2 separate regions of the Triticum aestivum genome follow, and region 1 is linked to region 2. Evidence: chromatin contacts called from public Hi-C data. All regions are on one chromosome and are shown on one strand. The core of a region is the stretch at or near the end of the contact, and the rest is flanking DNA. Distances in the headings are between cores, read along the strand shown.

Region 1 (6,106 bases), core at 2,088-4,587, 170 kb before region 2:
TCACTAAATCTTTTCAAAAAAATATGGAAGGATCCACGAAGCAATACAAAAGTATGTACATGACATAAAGAGGCTATAGGAATACCAGTTTCTCATTGGGTCCCAATGGTGCTGTAGGAGTTGGTGGAATTTTCACTTCTTCATACCCCTTCATATGTTTCCGTGTTGTTCCTTGAGGAAGAGAAGTTACTTGGAAACTACTCTCCCCTTCTCCAGTCCCAATCATGTCATCAAATGGCTGCTTTCTTTCACTTGCTAGAAGAAGGGATGAGAAATCGTCAGCACCAAAATCATTCATTCCATTTTCTGCACCACGTTTGGCACGCCTTCCCTCTTTCCTCTTAATCTTATCAAGCTGACGCTCATACTCTGTTTGTATTGTTACCTGCAGGCATAGTGGATGTGAGAAGTCATTTAACACTGGATTACCCACTTCATCAGAAAACTCATAGAAGTAGTCTTACTTGTGTGCCATATGTTGGCATCTTCGGCTGATTATTTGAAGACAACTTTTCTGATTTCAGTATCGTCAATCCATGCTGAATTGCATCCCCTAGCTCTTTTCTATGCTGCAGACCATGATGACATAACCAATCAGTTCCATTGCATTAGACAGGCAAAACAAGTGAAGTTGCTCGTTAACACAAACAAATGAAAGCCTCCTGTTATTGACCAACGCAACGATAAACTAGGAGCTTTGCTATCATGGCCAGAAATCTTGAACTTCTAACTCGACAAATGAAAGCAGGCAGGCCAACAGGAATATTTGTAGCAACATCTGTCAGTCCACAATCACTACCAGTGTCACATTTTCAAATGGTAAATCTAACATCAGGTGCTGGTTACACAAAATCTGAGATGAATGTATAACTGACATCCAATACCTTAAGGTCCAAATTTTGAGCAGGACAAGTCTACATGTGCATAGCTACTCACTGGGGCTCTCATTCTCACTTTTCACCTCAAGCACCATATGGCAGATGGTCTCTCATAGCCTCATATGCTCATGTACATATATATACTGCTACAACAGTTTATCATCATAACTGCATAGCGTATCAGGGCAACATAGCCTTCGGGGTCTTGCAAAGATCTGTTTAAGGTTCAGATTTTAACAAGTTAATGCAAGGACTGGCAGTAACAGCAGTCATTACGTTGTAAAACTGATTGACCTATCTCATAGTTCAGTTGGGAGACTCAAATTTAAGAACTCTTCTGGGTTAACTATAGCTGCTCGATTCTTGCCACAGTGAAAGCACAAATTACGTGTCAAACTGATTAAAGAGATAAACAAGGGATAGACTGTAGAAATCTTTCTCTTATGAATGAGAGTTATCAAGATGAACAGAACAAGGCCACATAATGCACTGGGTCATAAAAAAGAGTAACCAACAATCATAGTAACTTAATTAATGTCTACTGAACTTCTGGTTTCCTCCACTGGCCAGTTTGCTGCCTGAATTTTAGCCGGATATTAGCCTTTGGACATGTAGCCCAGCCAGGGTTCTGAATGTTATAAAGTGATTTGCTAGTAACTGAATCCTCGGGCATGTTTTGCTTATATCACATTAATAAGTTGCAAGGATGCAAGACTACGAGGTATAATGTCCTGTTGAATATCAGTAGAAGTCGTAGTAGTTGCAGGAATCCAGCTAATTATTATTTTAATTATTTGATCCAGGTATCATGTATGAAGAACCATGCAAAATAAACTGCACGCAGATAATGACAGGGTATTGGTCTCTTACTGAAAGAAGATCCTGAACTATTTCAAAGGCACCATCCCCAACCATGTCCAGCAGTTCACCAGCTATCTGCAATGTTGGAATGTTGTAATATTAAATGATTGAGTCAATAAACAAAGGGAATACCGGAAGCAAATTATAGCAGCACCTCGTCGCCTGCTTTATTGGAACGTAGCACTCTGCACAAAGCCATTGCAAGTTCATCTCCCGAGAGCATCGAGCCACCACTTCTAGTTATCAGATCACACTGATCTTTTAGCCACCTCAAATCCACAGGACCCGCAAAAGCAGTTGAATTACAAGATGTAGTGCTGGCATCATGCTGCTCCTCTTGAAATGAACTCGATACACCACTTCCCAATGGTAGGTCATCATCAAGCGTAACATCAATAATGAAACGAGAAGGTGCTTTGAAGTCAAAGCTTGCCCCAAATTCACTTGTATCATCTCCATCTACGACCTTCGTGTCTTCCTGTACAAATTCCTGAATGCTCCCCCGTTGAAGGGAATGGAGCTTCTGAGCTAACTGAGCTAACTTTTTCAGAACTGAGTCTTGCACGCTGTAGCCCACAAGTCGTTCCAATTCATTCCTACGGAGATAGATAAAATCATGAGTAGAGGATTCCGGCAAAAAAGGATCTACGGCATTTGCAACATGCTATGTCATATGTTCTTCCTAAATTTAACCATGTTTAAAATATGGAAACATGGTGGGCAGCATTCAGAGCAAAGCAGCTAATGTGAGGGCTCTCCACTTAAAAAGCCAATAGCATATACCTTCTCTGGAGGGGCTTCTGGGTGGTGTCGGACTCCGTGCCAAACAACCTATAGACAGCCTGAGCAACCTGCTGGAGTTCCTCAGACACCACCTCCCCGTTCAACAACTCCACCACGGCGCCGATAAACTGCTTGTACGCCTGGCGCACATCGCTGGGAGCTGCAACAATGGGTGGCAACTTCAGAAAGTAAAACGCAGAGAGACACGCACACACCCACGCAAATCCGTCGCGTCGGCTCTAGCAGCCGAGCGCAGGCGGGGAGGGTTTTGGGGTAGTTACCGTCGTCCCAGTTGGGCACGAACCTCCGGGCGAGCGCCCACTCGTCATGCGGCCTGCGAAGACAGCACGAAAGCGTAAGGGATACCACGGATTCGGGCCGGGTGACTGAAATTGGGGTTGGGAAGGGGATAAGCGCGGTGATACCTTGGGAGGGCGCGGGCTTGGAGGGCGGCCTTGCGGAGGAGGTAGGCCTGGTCGGCGTCGAAGTGGGGGCGGAGGGAGCCCGTCAGGCGAGGGAGCGGCGCCAGCATCTCGGAGTCGGATCGCCTCGGCGAGTCGGCGGCGAGGGGTTTCGGGCGGAGGAAGGCGGCGGGAGCAGTGGAGAGGCGATGGATGCGAGTTTGGGAGTGATTGACTTGGGTTGGACTCTGGATCCCGTCCTGGTGGTGACGGAGGGAGACGCCCCGCGCCGAACTTGCGCCGCACGGAAGCGCCTGCGCCGGTGGACGGTGGTGGACTGGTGCTGCTTCGTTTCCGTGCGGCTCGCCCTCCCCTCGCTTCTACTCCTACCTCCCTACCCTCGCCCTCTCTATTGGCTAGACACAAGCCCAGCTTCTTCTTTTTTTTTTCTGAGAATGGCTAGACATAAGCCCAGCTTTTTTTCTTTTGTTTTTGAGCCGAAGACACAAGCCCAGCTGACCACCAAACAGAACAAAGCAGGGCTGAAGCCGGGGATGGAAGCCCAAAATCAGTGCCGGATGGATGACAGGCAGCAAATACCGCGGAGCTATATATCTGGCAGCAACTAATTAACGAGCGCTTCTTCGGGAGCCTCGCAACTATCAGCGCCATTTGGCGCGCTCTCAGCCGTTCGCCACGTGTCGCGCTCTGGGCGCTTCCTCCGAATTTTGTTTTTTTTATTTTTTCGCACGTGATTTCGGCTTTTTAAACGGTTTTTTTCCGGGTTTTTTTGACGTTTTGGTTTTCTACCGGTCTTCCCTAACTTTTTGACCAAAAAATATTTTTTTTGCGCAAAAAACTCATTTTTTTCGCGAGAGTCACGGTTTTGTTTTCGCGAGAGGCAAGGGCGTGCCTCTTTTAGAAAGAGAAAAAAACGCATTTTTTTTTCACAAGAGGCACGGTTTTGCTTCCGCGAGAGGCACGGTTGTGCTTTCGCGAGGGCATGCCTCTTTCGGAAAGGAAAAAAAACGTGTTTTCTGTTTTTTTTCTTTCGCGAGAGGCACGACTTTGCTTCCGCGAGAGGCACGGTTGTGCTTTCGCGAGAGGCACGGGCATGCCTCTTTCAGAAAGGAAAAAGAACGTGTTTTTTGTTTTTTTTTCTTTCGCGAGAGGCACAGTTTTGCTTCCGCGAGAGGCACAATTGTGATTTCGTCAGAGGCACGGGCGTGCCTCTATCGGAAAAGGAAAAAAAACCGTGTTCCTGGTTCGGTTTTTTCATCGATTTTTCCGTCTGTTTTTTCGTGAAAAAAAGTCCATCAAAACCTATCAACATGGGATCTAGTTTTGAAGATCTTGACACGAGGAATCCAATGGCGAAAGCGGTTTGAGATTTGGACGCACGGTTTAAGAGATAAAACATTTTGAATAAATGGATCTACGAAAAAAGAAAAAACTCCCAGGTTGCGACAAGTGGCGCACATGCAGCCACCACTTGTCGCAACCTGGGGAAGTTGGAGTGATCTCCGCAAGAAGTACTCCTTAATTAGTGATTTCGGCTATATCTCGCTTATTATGAGATGTAGCTCCGGCTCGCCTCTAGCGCAGATAGCACCAGCCCAATACTGTAGCTACCTCTGCGTGAGTTTTTTTCCTGTGTTTTTTTGGGTTTTACTGTTTGCACCAGTTTTCTTTGATTTTATTTTTTTTACTATTTTCTTTTGTCTTCGAGTTTTTTTTCCTTCTTTCTTTGGCTTTCTTATTTTATCAACACGTGTCTAGTTTTTTCATATGTGTCGTAAATTTTTAGTATCATCAGAAATATATTTTTATAATTCCTTAACATTTTATAAATACATAATTTGTATTTTCTAAAAATATGTATTGATCTCATTTTTTCATACATTTTATATTATATATATATATATAGAGAGAGAGAGAGAGAGATATTCTATTAGGCACCCAGGGTGAGGAATTACTTATTCCTCACCCTGGCCAATCGACCGAGCCAGCATATTCGGCCCCAATCGCACCCATCCCTCGACCAGCCATCTCCCTGAGGTAACTTTACCAACCGGCCTGCTGTCAAAAAAAAAGGTTACCAATCGGTCTTGTAATATTTTTTTTACAAAGCCACTACTTCCACGATGTAAAATTACCTTGGAATCGAGGTAATCTTGCTAACCGTAAGAGCATGGCTAATAGAAGAGCCCACTGCCGGCTCTATATCAATGCCACATCATCAAGAGCCTTCATGCAAGAATGCTTATATAATAGGCAGGCTGTAGATTAGTGACTACAGCACTCAATGCTTACATATGGAGTGGAGCATAGAAACGTAAATAATTGATAGGTGCGAAGAAGGCACCCGCTTTTAGCTAGCAGGCCGGCTGCATGCTGGCTTTAGTTTCTCGTAGCTTGCGCTATAGCCGGGCGATACGCGAAGCGCCGGCTGCGCTCTCTTTCGCCGGCTGCGCTCTCTCTCTTCGTTTCTCACTCTTCCAACTAAAATATTGCTGACATGGACCATGTTATAGCCAGCTGACTAGGACCTATTATACTTGCTCTAAGAGCTGTACTAGCCAGCCCACGTTCCCGTAATTTTCTAATCTGGTGCCAACGTAACCTGCAAACTGCTCGAGGATCCTCGATGGCAAACAGCAGGAGGTCAAAGGCGGCGTCGTGATTGGGGGATTTGGTCGGCGGCAAGTCACCCACGGTAGCGACACCTCGTGTGCAGCAACATCTGGACTCAACGGTGTGGTGGTTTGCTGGCTAGCATGCCGGTGTGCTGCTCCACGCCGTGGTGATCACAATGTTGTCTCGACGTCTGCTGGTCACCGGGCAGGTGGGGCGGGTTCCCTAGGTATTGGGCGGGTGCTGTGGATGGTGCTCACGGCAGAGCCAGCCATTGTGATTACCGCGCCGCGGTGCTGCAGTGTGTGATTGCCGCCGGGTTGATCTGGCCAACATTCATTATTGTTGGGTAAGTGAGTTCATGGGAGGAGACAGGCAACATCGTTGCTACTGCTTCAGTTTCTTTTTTGGTTTTTTAATTTCTCCCCTCCTTCATGCGCTGAATTTTTGAACAGCCTCCAGTTTGGTCTCAGGTTATCTGTAATTATGATTGAGTGAGTTTACATTCTTGCGTGTGGACTGGAGAATTGATTTTTATTACAAACATTT
Region 2 (6,665 bases), core at 2,629-5,128:
ACGAGTTCTTGTTGAGTTTGTTGTGGATGAAGCTTTTGATAAAAAGAGAAACCATGATATGAGATGAATTAAGGAGACACAAAAATTCAAGCTTGGGGATTCCCAAGGCACCCCAAGATAATATTTCAAGAAGTCTCAAGCATCTAAGCTTGGGGATGCCCCGGTAGGCATCCCACCTTTCTTCTTCAACAACTATCGGTTAGTATCGGTTGAGCCTAAGTTTTTGTTTCTTCACATGAGTTGTGCTATCCTTGTAATGTAGTTTTTTTAGCTTTGCTTGCTGTTTGAATTAAGTATCAAGATCTGGAATTATTAAATAGGAGAGTCTTCACATAGTTGCATAATTATTCGACTACTCATTGATCTTCACTTATATCTTTCGGAGTAGTTTTTGTTATTGCTCTAGTACTTCACTTATATCTTTTAGAGCATGGTGGTTGTTTTATTTTGAAGAAATATATGAACTCTCATGCTTCACTTATATTATTTTGAGAGTCTTAAATAGCATGGTAATTTGCTTAAATAATCCTAATATGCTAAGCATAAAAGATATGTAAGAATTCTTATGAGTGTGTTGAATACTAAGAAAAGTTTGATGCTTGATAATTGTTTTGAGATATGGAGGTAGTGATATTAAAGTCATGCTAGTTGGGTGATTATGAATTTAAAGAATGCTTGTGTTGAAGTTAGCAAGTCTCATAGCATGCACGTATGGTTAAAGTTGTGTAACAAATTTGAAACATGAAGTGTATCTGGCTTGTGCATCCTTATGAGTGGCGGTCGGGGACGAGCGATGGTCTTTTCCTACCAATCTACCCCCCTAGGAGCATGCACGTAGTACTTGGTTTTTGATGACTTCTAAATTTTTGCATTAAGTATATGAGTTTTTTTGACTAATGTTGAGTCCATGGATTATACGCACTTTTACCTTTCCACGTTTGCTAGCCTCTTCGGTACCGTGCATTGCCCTTTCTCACCTTGAGAGTCGGTGCAAACTTCGCGCGGTGCATCCAAACCCCGTGATATGATACGCTCTATCACACATAAACCTCCTTATATCTTCCTCAAAACAGCCACCATACCTACCTATCATGGCATTTCCATAGCCATTCCGAGATATATTGCCGTGCAACTTCCATCATCATCATCATGACATACATTACTTTTGTCTTATTGCCATTGCATGATCATGTAGTTGACATCGTATTTGTGGCAAAGCCACCATGCATTATTTTTCATACATGTCACTCTTGATTCATTGCACCATCCCGGTACACCGCCGGAGGCATTCATATAGAGTCATATCTTGTTCTAAGTTTCGAGTTGTAATCCTTATGCTGTAATCAATAGAAGTGTGATGATCATCATTATTAGAGCATTGCCCAAACCAAAAAAAGAAAAAAGAAAAGAAAAGAGAAAGGCCAAAAGAAAAAAAATGCCCAAAAAAATAAAATAAATAAAAAGGGCAATGCTACTATCTCCTTTTCCACACTTGTGCTTCAAAGTAGCACCTCGTTCTTCATGTAGTGAGTCTCATATATTGTGCTTCAAAGTAGCACCATATTTTTCATATAGTGAGTCTCATAAGTTGTCTTTTTCATACTAGTGGGAATTTTTCATTATAGAACTTGGCTTGTATATTCCTACGATGGGCTTCCTCAAATGCCCTAGGTCTTCATGAGCAAGCGAGTTGGATGCACACCCACTAGTTTTCTTTTATTGAGCATTCATAGCTCTAGTGCATCCGTTGCATGGCAATCCCTACTCGTCATGTTGACATCAATTGATGGGCATCTCCATAGCCTGTTGATTATCCTCGTCAATGTGAGACTTTCTCCTTTTTGTCTTCTCCACTCAATCCCCATCATCATATTCTATTCCACCCATAGTGCTATATCCATGGCTCACGCTCATGTATTGCGTGAAGGTTGAAAAAGTTTGAGATTATTTAAGTATGAAACAATTGTTTGGCTTGTCATCGGGGGTATAGAAGTTGGGAACATCTTTGTGTGACGAAAATGAAGCATATCCTAACTATATGATTTTGTAGGGATGAACTTTCTTTTGCCATGCTATTTTGAGAAGACATAATTGCTTAGTTAGTATGCTTGAAGTATTATTTTTTTTATGTCAATATGAACTTTTGTCTTGAATCTTTCAGATCTGAATATTCATACCACGATTAAGAAGATTTACATTGAAATTATGCCAAAGTATCACTCCGCATCAATAATTCTCTTTTTATCATTTACCTACTCGAGAACGAGCAAGAATTAAGCTTGGGGATGCTTGATACGTCTCCAACGTATCTATAATTTTTGATTGCTCCATGCTATATTATCTACTGTTTTAGGCAATATTGGGCTTTATTATCCACTTTTATATTATTTTTGGGACTAACCTATTAACCTGAGGCCTAGCCTAGATTTGCTGTTTTATGCCTATTTCAGTGTTTCGAGGAAAAAGAATATCAGACGGAGTCAAAACGGAACGAAATCAACTGGAGAAGTTATTTTTGGAAGGAAACCCACCTGATGGACTTGGACTCCACGTCAGAAGATACGAGAGCTGTCCACAGGGTGGGGGGCGCGCCCACCCCCTAGGGCGCGCCCCCCTGCCTCGTGGGCCCCCCGAAGCTCCACCAACGTTATGGCTCCAGCTTGTGCTCGGTGGGGAGTGAATCCCGATGCGTGACAGTTTGCAACGTTATGGCTCCAGCTTGCGCTCGCTGGAGAGTGATTCCAGACGTGTGACGCGTGACAACTTGCACATCATGGCTCCAGCCTGCACTCGTTGGCGAGTGAATCCCGATGCGTGACATCTTGCACGTTATGGCTCCAGCTTGTGCTCGTTGGATAGTGAATCCCGACGCGTGACATCTTGCACGTTATGGCTCCAGCTTGCGCTTGTTAGAGAGTGAATCTCAACGTGTGACAACTTGCATATTACCGTGTACTCACGTGGAAGCACAATCAAACATGTCCATTTCATAGGGCTACGGGGACAGGGGGGCTCCGTCACGCCGTATCCGCGTCCAAAAAGGAAGAAAAGATAAACTAGGAGTACGAGAGTATTGTTAGAAAGATTTAAATAAAATCAATCCACATTTTTTTCGCCTACGTACACGCTGAGGAAAGAGGTAGTTAGGTGCTCGGCACTAAAAGCAGGGTAACTACGTCTCCATTAGTGTGGTCAGTCAATGAGCTACTCAACCAGTGTGTACTGTGTGCATCCAACCAACCTTGTCTTTATCCACGCAATGCATGCAGCGGTGCGTCCACACACACGACTGTGGGAATCAACGAAGGAAGGAACGATCCTCCCGTTCCGGCATCCGATTGGCCCAAACCCAAAGCGCAGCGTACCGTCTACAGGCTTCGGTCACCGGCAAAATCCACCGGGCAAAAGCCGACGCCTCCGCACTCAACACCAATGAAATCACACCTCGCTACCCATGACACCCCGGCCCCGTCGAAACACGACCCCACGCGTCAGCGACCATACGCGACTCGGCCGGCGCAATGCGTACCTGGGCGCAGCAAGGGCTTGTCGCACGCAGGCTCACCCGCCAGCCGTCCGATCGCCCACGCGTAGCACCGGATGCGCCCCGTCAAAAGTGGCAGCTGCCAGCCAGTCCACCCAGGTCCCCGGCCCTCGAACCGCGAGCGCGGCCCTCGCCACACGCACCGCGGAGCACAGCATCCTCGCTGCATGACACCGCGGGCCCACACGCGCGGGGCCGTCCCGTCAGTGTCTCGCCGGGGAGGCCGCCCGGGTTGGGTAGGGGAGCTTGCCCGAAACGGGCACCGCGAGGGGGTCACGGAAGGGGAAGAGGCTTGCCTATTTGCTCGCAACCGCCTCCCCCTCCCTCCACTCAACAACCCAAAAACCCCCGTCCATTCACTCTCGCCTGCCCCTGCCTCTCTCTGCCTGCGTGCGTGTGTGGGGAGCGTGAGGAGCGAGGACGGAGGAGAGGAATCCAATGGCGGGGCAGGCGGCGAGGCCGAACCCCTGCGCCGCGTTCCGCTCGGTCCCGCCGCCGCTGCCCGCGCGCCGCGCCGACGCCGCGACGAGGACCAAGGTGACGAACTGACGATCGCCCCCTTTTTCCATTTCTTTGATTGATTGGCGCATGCCGCCTCTTTTCCCCACCCCCAAATCCCCCCGCAATCGCGGACGGGGGCCGCCTAGGGTTTCCCGCGTACGGACTCGCGGCGGCGGCGGCGGCGTGGAATGGAGGGAGGGAGGGCCGGCCGCCGGGACGGGGGTTTTTGTCGACGATCGAATACCTTTTTCTTTTTCTTTTCTTCATTCCGAGGTTGATTTTGCCCTCTGCTTCCTTGTGCTCGTCGACTGCCCTGTTCTGAACGAGTCACCTGTTATAGATCGCGGCGCTCAGTTCTGCGTTAGCTACCGCCTGGTGCAGCCGGCGCGAGATTCGCTCGCTCTACTTCCATATTATCTTCTTTATTAGGCAGAGTATAGAGTAGTAGTAGTACTTAATTTGTTACCATTGCGACAACGCTTGTTCCCCAGGGGGCAACATCGCTCAAGTTGAGGTTGATTTTGATTCTCTTCCTAAGTCCTCTTACCCCTCGCGCATGATTGTTCATCTTGTCCGTCTGGGCTGGGGTGGTATCAGTTAGATCCAAGATCCAACTGCCTATGCCTAGCTTACCAACTTCCGCACTTGGATTAGGATAATCATGCTTGTCACGCCTTTCCTGGCTAATTAATTTTGTACAGCGGCCGAGGAAATCGTTTAACATCTATTTGTTTCGTTTTACTGTTGCAGGATGCACCTTGTCCTACCTCTAATGGCGATAGAGGTCTTTCTGGGCAGTGCAAAAAGCCTCCAGAGCATGCGTACGTTCCTTCATGCTTATGTCTGCCTACATACAGCATTATATATGATGGAATCATGTCATTGTTTCTACATTTGTCATCCTGCTTTGATTTCACTGTTCGATTAAACGCCTTGTTTTTATTTTCGAGGCTAAATAGCAGGAGTTTGTGACAAGTGTTATCTAGAGTGAGCATATCAGTGCAAAGTTGCAAACCACTGGCTAGGTGTAATGTGAACTACGCACATTGACCATTTTATGTTGGGCTGATGACTGATCAATGGATCACATTTGGAGGAATTTAAGGGCCCCACCTTGGATAAATCTCGTAATAACCTTTTATATTTTAAGGCTCACACCTTATTAATACCCAGTTGAATCTAATCAGTTCTTTTATCTAATGTATGTATCACGTGAGACTGAGTTTGCATGATTAAACATGGCTATCTGGTTTCCCTAGACCATTTAAAGAAACTGCACAGGGGAACTCAGGTTGAGTTCTATATGAATGTGCATGATCCAGTAACATGATATTTGATGATCTTATATGTAGTAAGCTGACAAATACTCTGTTATCCAGAAGTGCGTATTCAGTCCTACACCATTAGAATGATTCTGAGCCCAAATTCACCATCCTAAAAAATGCTAGGCAAAATTTTAGTGAATGTTTTGCTTGCCAATGATCTAGCTAATGTTGGCAAGAAAAATGAACTAGAGTTAGCAAGTTTGCATATGGGCGTACCAACCAATTTCGGGCAACTCATCCAAACAAGGACCAAATTTTTGGCTATGAGCAAAAAAATGGTTAGGTTAGTTTTGTACACCAACCAAACATGCGTCCTCGCAATAAAATAAAAGGGAAAATGTAAGAAGAAATATATTTATATTGCTTCTCGGTATGTTGCTTTATGCCTCACGGTGTAATTCCACTCTATAATTTGGTTATGCATAAGTGTAGTGAGCATTGAGGCATGGTATACTGCCTTCCTCATTTTGTAAAGCTTGTTAGTGAAGTGACATTATTTAAAGCATGATATATCACTTTTTTTTTGGGAAGCTACATCTTTTATTGTTTAGGTTCTTGGCATACCAGTAAGTCATTGCTGTTGCCTGGATTGCACTTAAATATCATTCATGTCTTGCAAAATCCAGATTCCAGTATGTTATTTCTGAATCTATTTATTTTAAAATGTATAGTAACTTCCTCTCTATTTTACAGCATGCATAAGCCGTCTGGTGGTACATATACAAAACCTGATGCAAGAGTGAAGTTGATTCCGGCAGAAGACATCACTTATGTACGGCATGGAAAGCCTTTTGGTAGAACAGTTGGCTCAGCAAAACTGCAGAAAAGACACTGCAGACGAAGTGTCACTCCTCCTCCGAGTTCGCGTAAAATTTCTCTTGCGAGATCAACACCACTTACTCACAAGTCTACGACACCGTTTACTCCCAAGGCCATGCCACCGCTTAATCACAAGGCTTCGGCGCCTCTTACCCACAAGGCCGCGACACCTCTTACTCACAAGCCCATGACACCACCCCATCCTGTTGCCTCGTGTCTTTCTCCTAAGAGAGTTGAGACAGCTCACAAGGCCTTGAGACCTCTTAGTCCCAAGCCCACTACACCACCCCTGCCTGTTGCATCGTGTCTTTCTCCTAAGAGAGTTGAGACAGCTCACAGGGCCTTGGGACCTCTTAGTCCCAAGCCCACAACACCACCCCTGCCTGTTGCATCGTGTCTTTCTCCTAAGAGAGTTGAGAAAGCTCACAAGGCCTCGAGACCTCTTAGTCCCAAGCCCACTACACCACCCCTGCCTG

What was found. Hi-C and Micro-C count contacts between places; a contact is called where the count stands out from the background.
Region 1: a contact with region 2 is called in a Hi-C map of leaf, with 2.6 times the contacts expected there. The contact joins the promoter of LOC123092984 here to the promoter of LOC123092982 in region 2.

The regions. Positions count from the first base shown.
Region 1 is chr4B:511,847,654-511,853,759 of IWGSC CS RefSeq v2.1, reverse strand. It overlaps LOC123092984 (DExH-box ATP-dependent RNA helicase DExH14), which reads right to left and starts at 3,337. Exons shown (of 49, transcript XM_044514857.1): 1 at 2,948-3,337; 2 at 2,804-2,856; 3 at 2,523-2,682; 4 at 1,894-2,335; 5 at 1,749-1,814; 6 at 465-569; 7 at 86-385. The coding sequence starts at 3,054.
Region 2 is chr4B:511,673,171-511,679,835 of IWGSC CS RefSeq v2.1, reverse strand. LOC123092982 reads left to right here and starts at 3,878. Exons shown (of 10, transcript XM_044514855.1): 1 at 3,878-4,081; 2 at 4,796-4,866; 3 at 6,064-6,527. The coding sequence starts at 3,983.